Linked DNA regions of Anas platyrhynchos: region 2 is linked to region 1. Evidence: chromatin contacts called from public Hi-C data. All regions are on one chromosome and are shown on one strand. The core of a region is the stretch at or near the end of the contact, and the rest is flanking DNA. Distances in the headings are between cores, read along the strand shown.

Evidence for each region. A called contact is a pair of places that touch in the nucleus more often than the background predicts.
Region 2: a Hi-C map of small yellow follicle shows a contact between it and region 1, with 2.0 times the contacts expected there. The contact joins the promoter of SLBP here to the enhancer-like site in region 1. A contact is called at or near these places in 3 of 8 Hi-C or Micro-C datasets (liver, skeletal muscle and small yellow follicle).

The regions. Positions count from the first base shown.
Region 1 is chr4:72,099,662-72,105,270 of IASCAAS_PekinDuck_T2T, forward strand. TACC3 (transforming acidic coiled-coil containing protein 3) reads right to left here. Exons shown (of 16, transcript XM_027455696.3): 14 at 5,302-5,408; 15 at 4,971-5,091; 16 at 3,500-3,675. The coding sequence ends at 3,607. Among named protein-coding and RNA genes, the nearest start is that of TACC3, 21 kb to the right of the region's middle. Within about 2 kb of position 2,105, at least 4 of the 8 cell types and tissues checked have an H3K27ac peak or open chromatin away from gene starts, as enhancers often do. A contact at or near this core is called in small yellow follicle, where this site is marked.
Region 2 is chr4:72,150,197-72,155,805 of IASCAAS_PekinDuck_T2T, forward strand. SLBP (stem-loop histone mRNA binding protein) reads left to right here and starts at 2,973. Exons shown (of 9, transcript XM_027455698.2): 1 at 2,973-3,352; 2 at 3,601-3,732. The coding sequence starts at 2,988.

The DNA.
Region 1 (5,609 bases), core at 855-3,354:
ACCTTTGATCCACTCTAATCAACTTTGAAATAAAAATATCTCATCCTGTATACTTGAACCAGAAACTGGCTGTCTGGAGCAAGAACTATCACACTGATTGTGCAGCACCTAGCAATTACTTGCATTTATATAAATGTTATTTTAGTATGAATAAAGAAAAACAAGCGAGCACAGAAGCACCAGGCAGTAAGCTATTTCCCTATTATCTGCTTGCTACTAGTAAATAGCAATAAGATAAACCAACCAGCTTGATGCATATCTGAGGGTAGTGCACTCTAATCTCATCCAACTGGAACACACAGCTTCAGTACTGTGCAACCAGCCTCCTATATTGCATGCTGTAAAAATGAATTCTTCTGATGGGGACTGTCCAGCACTAGAGGAATAATAGTTAAAAAAAAGAATGATGCTTTGAAATAAGGAAGGTGACACTTAAATGCTCTTCAACTAGAAATTATGAAACATTAGACTTTCTCACAGACTGTGAGTGTAAATTGAAGATATATACTGCACCTGTAGAGAAAAATAAGTTATCCCTTCTGAGCTGATTAAAATGCAAAGGTCAAAGCAGACCATACAAAGAAGCAAAAGGGAAAAAAAGCCATGCACAAACTTGACAAGCAAAATGTAGTCATCCAGGCTGGAAGTTAAGGAATACTCAAGCGATAAGCTTTGGTAACTCACACATTCAAATACTGCCCACTCATCCTCCTCAGTGCACAGGTATTCATAGCCATCTCTGAGTGATGATTGCCACGTAGTTATCTTGTACAGAGGGAGACAACCAGCAAATAGAAGAGCCTCAGGCAGATTTCACAGCACAGTAGTCACAGATTGCAGTAGGACTGTGGTGTGCTGTCTCTCAACATCTTACTGAAGTGCAGTTTCCATTATTCAATATCAATAGGCAATAAACAGCCACATGAGATGTGATTCTTGATGATACATGTGATAAGAGACCAAATGAGAATTGTATCTGGTGTGCTGCTCTCTTACTGGACTTGATCTGCATCCACCTCAGTCAGGAGACTGGGGACTAAGGTGTCTGCAATGCCCTTATATTCAAGCAAGGGAACAAGCAAGCTGAGAGGCTCCTCTCCTTCCTCCACTTCACAGCTCTCCTCCCTTTATCTGCCGAGATACTGGATCAGAGACTGTCTGCTTATGCAGTTCACCCAAAGCCATCCATGGACATTTCACCCTGACGGAACGAAGGAAGGTGAGGAGGGTGCCAGTACTCCCTTGTGCAGCAGCTGCCTAAAGGCACACACAAAATGCCTACAACTCCCCCATCCCACATCCATAGAGCAGAAGGGCAAAACTAGCAACAGAGACCCCGTCACCCAGCCAACTCTGAAGAACTTGATTATATTAATTGGTGGTATGATTACTACTTTGATAGCTGTAGCACTGAAGTTTCATGTAGTGTTATCACTATGTATATACAGTCTGTTGGCATACATCACTTTGCAGCTCTTCATCCCTCCCAACAGGAACCTACTAGAACAATTGCCTTGTTAGTATTAAGCACTAGTCAGGGACTATCTCCACTTCTGCAGTGTGCTGACACACAGCCCTGCCATTTACAGCCAACATTTGGAAGAGCAGCAGCTACATCTTGTGGGAAGATTTGCCATTGCAAGTTTATTTCTAATGAGTTTGTAGAGTTATTAGTTCAAGTTCAGTTTTGCATTAAGGTAGTCAGTTACTCTGCCAAAGTGACCTGCCTTTTTTGTTTTTTATCCCTTTTTGTACTAGATGTAAAAAGTGAACCTTCACAGCACATCGATCCCCTGCAAACCAGTTTCTTCTAATCAGACACCCTTTCACCTTGGCCAGTTAGTCCATCCGGGCCAGCACACCACAGAGATGATCCAACACCAGAGAGAAAAGGACTACACTTTGTGGCTGCACGCTTAATCTTATCTTAACATCAACCTGCAGCCTCAGTATTCACTGAGAACTTCAAGAGAAATTAGTCTCCATAATTAAAATATGAGCAGAAGTTCATATTCAACAGGCACCAAGTTTCTCAGTTCTGTTTAAGTCTATTACAAAGGGACACTCCAAGACACAGCTTGGAGTAATCCCTGTTATCTAAAGTTGATATAGCAAGGCTTTGTTTTTGTACAGTCTGTTCTGTGAATGATTTCTTCTCTGCCTCCATGTAGCACTTCCTGAGCTATAGATTAAAGAAAAAAATCTAGCAAAGCAATTTCTGCAGGAAGCGGGCATTCAATATCATTGCTACTGACTTCACATTGACATTCCCAGGTTAGTTCTGAAACTATAAAGTGAAAGAAAACTCAACGCACCATGAGCTTTGAAGTGTTAATTAACCCTAGAGTGGAACAGGTCTCAAGTATTCTAGCTACATACAGCTTCCTGTAAACATACCAATAATGACAAGTAGCTACCTAGCCAGAGTATACCCCAGATTCCATGATTTAAGTACTGTTAGTCATTTTTCCTCCTGCCCCAAGCAAACTACCCTTAACAAATACGGGAAGAGCTCCAAGTACAGCCACAAGCACACCCGGCAGCAACAACCCTTCTGAGAGAAAAATGCAGCTACTAGTTAGGCAAGTGAGGGAATGACCTCCCAGTAATATTAAACGAAAAACTATAGCTTACACAATGAGACAATCCTGTAGAAGGTCTGTTAGGTAATAACTTATCTGACGTATCTACTTCTGTCCTAATTAAAACTGATTTCATTATGACCTGTGACCTGCAGCCTACTACATTCCTCAAAGCCTTTCTGTAAGAGTGGCATAGAGCTCTGGATGGCTGACTGGAAAGTCAATAGCATCAGACTAATGACTTGAAAAATATTACGGCAGTAGAGTAGCAAGCAAGTCTGTCCTGTTTTCCAGTCCCTTGGCATCTTAGCTCATCTGAAAACAAATCACTTCAGCTCAGGTTTATATTTTTCTTTTAATAAAGAAAAGCTGAAGTTCTGAGGTTTTTTTTTACATCACTAAGTGAAAAAAATATCCCAAACCTTCTTCCCCCCACCGCCAAGCCCTGCTTGGAAATAAAGTACAAAACACTCCTATACAATATTCTGCTCAGTATTCACTTTCAAGGTCAGTAATTGGCCTGGTTTACTGCAAACAGCTATCAAGTCTTCTCAAGATTCACAACTGTCACTTATAAAGAAGGAACATAAGTCACCATTGACAGGATGTGACACCTAGTCTGCTTAAAACTACAATCCTCTAACTTCATAAAGTTTTGACTGAAATGACACAGCAGGAAGCGCAAGATAGACATGTCCTTAATGCTGACCTTCATCAGCAGCCAGGATATCACAGAATCTTGGTGTTCTCACACAGGGAAGAGACTGAGGGTAAGACGATTAGTTTTTCCTTCCACTGACATATGTGAAAGTAGGCAATATATTGATACATACCAGAAGAGAAAATTGAACTTCAGTATTTATAAACATATCAGTAAACTGACATTTCCAACAAGAGATAATAATATACAAGAGGAGTGCAAATCAGAAGTTTTATTTTTTCCCCCAATACATAATTAAAAGACTGAATGAACACATGGGACAGGAAGTCAGAAAAACTAGAAATATTTACAAGAACAATTAAGCTATGCATTTTTTTCCATCTTCAAAATCAAGTCATCACAGATTTTTGTTAGTTCATCGTTTTCTTTAGTCTGTTAAAGAAAAAAAAGAAGAGTTACGGGTACATGTAAGGTATGCTACAGGTAGCAAGCTGAGTCACAATAAGCCACATTTCCCAACATGGAATAGAAAGTCCGTTTATATGCTAGTGACTTACAGAAATTTACTCAAAAGGGACAGTCTACTTTGTAGATCTCATGTAGATCCCCGTAAGATCCCCAGGAAGTGAAGCAGAATTAGCTATAGTTCCTCTACTTCAACAGATTTCCATAGATCAATTTGTTTCTAAAAATTTTGGTAAACTTAGACTTTTCAGACTCAAGGTCATTTTGTTAGGTATACTGAAATTCAAGATGATAGCAATGGTTTGGATTTTAAACTTCACAAGACAGACATCTCCATGGCATGATGCTTCGGTACTTTTACCAACATGTGGTAGTAGTTTCCAGCTTGTGTTAATTGCTTGAGTGGTTAAACCATTTTAATAAGAGTTCCTAACATAAAATACAAGAAAAATCAAATCTGAAACAGGAAAAAAATACTTCTGTGCTAAATGACTCATTTCATCGTTCTAGTTATAGGTCTACTGTTTCCTCATTTATTCAAACCTTAGCCATAACCGTGAAGACATAAATACAGGATATTTTTTCGTAACAGCAGGAATGCATCAGAATTATCTGTTTTTGAGTCTTCAGCATTGGCAAAAGTACAACCATGATGCAGTAGAACTAAGAGCATGCACTTCCAGCAATATGTTTCAACCCTCAGAAATATTTCTATTTATTTGTTCTAACAAAGGAGACTGATGTGGCTGTACAAAGCATTTCAAGACTTCCTCCATGAAGTATATTTGATCACAGTGTTTCATAAAGATTAAGGGCCTGAACAATATTGAAAGAGTTCAGCCAATACAAAACAGCTTGACTAGTGCTAATGGCTTACAAATCATGTGTCTACAAACAAGCTGAATCAGGCAGTTATTCAAGATCATTTCCAGATTCTGCTCTTGGATGTGTTTAAGTTTCAAAACACTAACTCCTTCAGTAGCTTAGAGAGCATCCTGAGACAGCAGCCTCGATTGGTCATTTCTGTGACCCATCTATGGGAACAAGCCCTTTTGATCCAAGAAAAAAAAATCTATATACAGATAAGGCACACATCAATTATGTCAAGACTCAATTTCAGTACTTATTTCCCAACACCTACCTGGACAGCAGTCACCTAAAACAGCAGTTATTAGGACTATTTCTAGTAGTGGTGCAAGGTATTTCTTCAGCTTGTCTAAGGCAATAGATTAGAAAGACTCAGTCACAGCCTTTTGACTAACCTTTTGTTCAAGGCTCCTCTCTAAAGACTGGATCCTCATTTGTTCTTTGCGGAGGCTGGCTTGGAGCGCTGCAGTCTCCGATTTAGCTTTGCTTCGTACTTGGGCAATTTCCTCATTTGCTCTGGAATTGAAGCAAAATGGATGTTTCTATCACCTTCAAACAGCAGTATGACTGTTCATAGAATCACACTAGATTCTCATTCTTTGAAGATCAACCCCTCAAAATCACTACTTTAAGCCAGGTTTTGGCATAAGCAAACCCCATTTAACAGCAACTGGGGAAAACTGCATATTTCACTCTTAGTACTTGGCTTCTTGGCATGGTACTTACTGATGCAGCTTTTCTTCAGCATGTGCCTTTAGTGCCTGATATCTCTGTTCCTCTCTCTTAATTCTAGCCAGGTATTCTTCAGCATATTTTTTCAAAGCCTCTTCATTCTGCCCCAGGAAGAAGTTTAGTTGGCTTTTTATGTACTAGTAGGTAAAATGGAAAGACTTTGCACAAGTCAGCAACTTAACTACACCAAAGTGACAGTATTTACCAATCAGAGTAAGAGGAAAAATTGCCAAGTAACACAAGCTATGAAATAAGCGCCAAGTCTCCCTACTAATTCCAACTCCTGACTTTGGCAAATCACT
Region 2 (5,609 bases), core at 1,723-4,222, 51 kb after region 1:
ACGAGCTATGATAGCATAATGAAAGGAATGATACTGAACAGATAAGGTTTGAGGTCTACTAAAGTCATCTCCTGCAGTGCTGCCACTGGATACAGAACCATATCAACACCTTCTAATTAGCAACACTATCAGTCTAAATAGAGCAGTTAAAACTTGAATGCAATCCATCCATTTGCTTGTTTATCTATCCAAAACTATTTGATGTAAGGATTTATAACTCAGGAAAGCAAAGCTGAAATTTAGTATTCCATGCTCAGTTTCCAGTTGATAGTTTTCCATTACTTTTACCTCTTAATTAAATGCAGTTTGTGTAATTCTGTGCTCAGTTTGTAATTATGCCAAAATAAATTCCAAACTTCACCAGTCAGGTTTAAATTTCTTTCAAGAAGTGACACGTATCTTCCACTGGGAGAATTACCTTACAGATGATACGTTATCTGTGCTTGTAGAAACAGTCCTTCACTAGCAGTTCTGAAATGCCACTGTGTCTTTTTTTAAAAACAAGAACAAAAAAAACTGTTCCTTTTGAGGTCACAACGATGAAGATATCTCCTTGTTCCCTTAAGATTCCCACTGGAGTGTCAGAGTGCTTTTCTGAAGGATTTTCTTTGCTGGAAAGGACAGAAAAGATGCAAGGCAGCTGTAACCCCTAATCTGTGTTCCAGCAGATAGTTTTGCTCAGTAAACTGAACGCAGTGCTATGCTAACAGCACTGTGCATCTTCTAGGCTGGGACCATTCTCTACTGGGAGCTTGGATGAGTTCAGGTAAACAAGTCAACTTATTTCAGAGCAAGACTGGAAGAAATGGGTTGGTTTGTATCTGCTTTGAACCTCCGCTGAGCTGCAAGAGTGTCCTTGGTCCAGAAACACAATTCTGTTATCTGTAGTATGGTGTGGGAAAGGAGCAGTGCTACTGCAGCAGAAACATTCCTGTGCGAGCATGTATTTATTATACAAATGCTGAACAAGAGATGTGGGCAAAGGGGAAGGAACTTCCAAGATGGGTACATCACTTAAATTGTACTGCTTTCATGTCTTAGAATTTTACTGAGTGCAGAGCCAGCCTGATTGTTATCGCACACAGAGGGGCAACTTGGAGGCATCCTGCAACAGCTCTTGCAGAGGAGAAAAATGCAGGACCTGTGTACAAACTCTGGGGGGAGGGAAGGGGAAGAGCATGAGGTGATAGAAAGTAAACTCAGTTCTCCTTGCATCTTCCCTAAATACTACTGGTTTCAGCCAGGAGCACGAAGTATGTGGATACTACCCAAAGAGCATAATGAAACAGCAAAAAGAACACCTACAAGTGTATAGTTGTTTATATAAGTGTGTATTTTTTGGTGTGTGTGTGTATATATGTATATAATGAGAATGCAGATGAATTTTCTATAAGTGAAAATTAATTTCAGTGCATTCTCAATGGTTTTGCTTTTCTTCCATTTGTAAAATTAAGCAAAATAATGCAAAAACTCAAAACAAGCCACCTACCCGCTGAGATTTCAAACTGTTTACAGTCTAAAAGCTATTGCAAACTAGTGGCTGAAGACTCTTGGTCTGGCTTGGTGCAGCTCAACAAGGGCAAGCAGGCAGAGCACTTTCAATTTGAAGCTGTTCGTTTTGCTGGGAGGTTTGTGGCAATGTCTCTATTCATCCATCCGTTGTTTGGCCCAGCTTTGCAAAAGAAAGTTTAGCCAAGTGCTTAAATAGCGTTTGGACCTTTTGGAGGAAATTAATAGTGTGAGTTTCGCTTGTTACAGAAAGACAAGAGACAGTGAGCTCTGTAAATCACCATGAAGAGGATGTTCACCACTTCAGGGCAATGCTGAGCTTCTCAGAGCTGGTAGGTGCCTCCTATCGGCCTTCAAGAGCACATAGGTAATACTGCAGTGATCCCTGTGCTGATCTGAGACCTTTATATCTGACCTCTTCCTTTTGCTCTTATGCCCAGAGACGCCTCATGTTTTTTTTTTCTCAAAGTTTGCAGACAGGTCCTGTGCTTTTTCTCTTTGAGGTCTGTTGTAGGAAGTTTCCGAGATGCTGTTCTGTGACAACAAGCTGGCTCCATGCTCAGTAAAACACTAAGATCTGAAAGCAGGACATCTAAGATGCGTTTACCTTCAAAGTTAGCTGCTGTACAGTGGTAATATTTTTTTTCTTATTTATTTAAAAGACATGATGAAGACATGGATAGTGGAAAACAAGTTATCCCATGCTGCAGGTGGTAACCAAATGCCCCTAATGGAGAGGCCACCTGGGTCAGGGCAAGATTGCTGGGTTTGTGATGCAGGAAACTGCATTCTTAGAATTAATGCAAAATTGTGCCAGCTTCTACAGCAAGAGAGTGCTGCTATGGCCACAGATGACAATGGTTCTTAAAAAGCTTACAGTTCCTGAGAAGTAACCCCTTGACAGCAGTAAATTTACAACCAGAAATCTAGAATGACTATTACGTGTTGTCTTTAGATAAACATCCCGTTCCTGTTTCCACCTTGCCACTTTTTGAACGCTGACAGAATCAGCAGAAATCTGGCCGTTATTACATTTCAAAAATAATAAAAGAAAGATATTTTATTTAAAAGTGTGTTTGTGTTTTACTGGGGGTGTTTTCCAGACAGTTTCTGGTAAATGTCAACCTGTAGCAGGTCTCACAGGTTCATGGGAATTCGTGATGCCTGTGCTTGAAATTATAGTAACACAAAAAACCCCACTTATTTAGAAGTTTAGTGACCTTATGGCATAAGCAATGTTATTCAATACTGATTTTAATTGTTGTTTAAGGTTATGTTTCTTCATAAGACATAAATTTACACTGTAGCTCTTGAGTGTGGGCTAGAAGCGGCCATTTAAATACCCTTCTCCTCCTCCTGTATTAAAGAGCCGTCCTGCTGCCTCCAGGCCCTAACCTTTAAATCCCGGCCAGCCTCCCCTTTCCCTTTTTCTCCTTTTTTTGGGGGGGTTTTGGCGCTGAGAGGGAGGTGCCTCAGCCATGGCGCTGCCGGGGGCCGCGCTTGGCTCTCCCGCCAACACGCCCCGGGCCGGGCCCAACCATGGCGGCGGGGGGGACGGGGACGGAGCCGGGAGCGCCTTGAAGCCTCCCGTTCCTCCATCAACCACCGAGGAGCCCTCTTGGTTCTCGGTGAGGCTCGACGGCGGCCCGGCGGCCGCATTTTCCCCCTCTTCAGCCCTCCACACGCCCGTGTGTCCCCCCGGGGCGCCGCGGTGGAGGGGCCGGCGGGGAGGCGGGCTCGGCGCTGCGGCGGCGGGAGATGTGAAGCGGGGCCGGCTGTGCTCCCTGCCGCCTCACGCCATGGCTGCCCGGCAGCGGAGCCCTCACGGCGCCGAGACCGCCAGGTAGGAGCCATGGGGGAGCCCGGAGGTCCCCCTCGGCCATCTCCTTTCACCCCCTTCCTCCTCGCTTCCCTCCCTCGCTTCCCCCTCAGCGCGGCCGCCTCATGAGGGGGGCGCCGCCGCCGCCATGTTGCGAGCCGCTGGCCCCTCGGTGAGGGGACGCCGCGTCGTTGCGGGGAGTTGTGTTTTTTTTTATTATTATTTATTTTTAATAGAGATGGAAATAACGGCTTTGTCTTGTCCGCCGGCAGCCCGCAGTCTGCTCCTCGGTGGTGCCAGGGGAGGAAGCGCGGCGCGGATGGGAAGCGGAGGCGGCAGAGCCAGGACGGCGGCGCGGCGAGGGACGAGAGCTCCGGCAGGGCAGCCGACGGCAGGCTGGGCAGGTAGGTCCGGGGCTGCTCCCCTCGGGGAAAACCCTGCTGGAACACCGATAAGGGCAGCATCCAAATGCCTCCTGAGCACCGAGAGGTGTGGGGCACCTCTCCGGGATCACATCCCATGGTCTGAGTGTCCACACAGCAAGGCTGTTTTTCCTCACACATGCTATGATCCTCCCCTGACACAGCTCAGTGCACAGTAAATAGGAGAGAATAATCTACTGTGGTGTCTTGGAGTTGCTCCTTGAGAAAGAAGGCTCTTTAACCTTTTAACCTCATCAGTGTGTATAAATATTTGAGGGGAGAGCAGCAAGACGATAGAGCCATGCTCTTTTCAGTTGTGCCCAGCGACAGAGTGAGAGGCAACAGCCACAAACTGAAGCACAGGAGGTTCCAACTGAATACAAGGGGACGCTTCTTCCTTGTGAGGGTGACAGAGCGCTGGGACAGGCTGCCCAGAGAGCTTGTGAGGTCTCCTTCATCAGAGATACTCAAAGTCTGCCTGGGTGCCATCCTGCACAATGTGCTCTAGGTGATCCTGCTCAGCAAGGGGGTTGGAGTAGATGATCTTTAGAAGTCCCTTCCAGCCTCGACCATTCTGTGATTAATTCTGATGAGTTGCACTGTTTTTCTTTATTTTTTTATGCTTGTGCTTTATGCCTGTTTACTGCTGTTTATCATGATGTGCTAACAGCATGAGCCAACCCATCTGTCCTTGTGGGTACAGGCTGTGCTTTCTGTTATGGTAAAAAAAAAAAAAAAAAAGAAAAAAAAAAGTTGGCTAATGAAACATGAAAGTCTGTGAAGTGATCTGCTCTTATTTTTTTTCTGAAGTCTTACTTCTGAGGATGCTACATTGCCCCAAAAAGTTGTTTCTAAACAAATGTAGAGGGACCCACTTCTGAGGTCAGTCACTCTGTTCATAGTGCTGACATTTGCCTTCCTTGCCATTTGCCTTCCTTACCATTTCCCCAGCACAGGAAGTGACAATTTAGTGAATGTATCTTATTTTATAGCGCTGTTTACATCTGAGCTATAAATACCAGGGTACCTTTTGTTCCTCTCATCAGTGGATGGGAGTTGCAGCATATAGCCCTGTTGATTGAACCTAGGCTTCTAATCCAGAGTGAGATGGGTTGTACCTAAGAAGTACACGTCTTTGTTTGCTGATGATAAGCCTAGAAGAGACTGATCAATGGATCAAAGGCTGATATAAAAAATAAATTACTAAATTAATTTCAGGAAGCATGCTTGAATTGTTTACTTTGGGACAGTCAGCAACGCACCATTTTCTTCCACGGGGGAGCAGTAATCAAATGGGATCTGCTTTTTCAGTTAGAGATGAACTTAAGTAAATGCTAGAAATCAGTTTTGGATGAACAGATATTTGCAAGGTGACTTGTAACTTTTTTGAGTTGGCAGCTGGAGTTCATCTAAAAAGGACTTCCAGCATGAATTTAACAAAAACATTAAAGTAGTGTAAGCCCATTTCTGAGCTGGGAGCAGAAAGGGATTTGGAGCTGGTTTTAGTGCAGATGGGTCAAATTCCCTGACTTCAAGAGACTTCTCTGGGCAGAACTTTTGTAACTCTCCAGAGAATTTCCAGATCTAATGAGAAAGCTCTGGTCCATGGGATGCGGTTTTGATTTTGTACTTTAGGAAGATAAATCATCAGGACAGGAGGTGGTCTGGAAAACATATTTAATAATCTGAATGTAGGCAGCTGTCAGCTGGGAAAGGTTATAAGCTTACTCCCTTTTAACAGTCCAAATCTGCTCGTGATGTTAATGGGCTGCAATGAAGTTGTTAAATGCTGTTTGCAAGGTCAGAGCAAATCTCAGGTTACCAACTGAAAACTGAGTGTGTTTTTTAATGATCTGTAC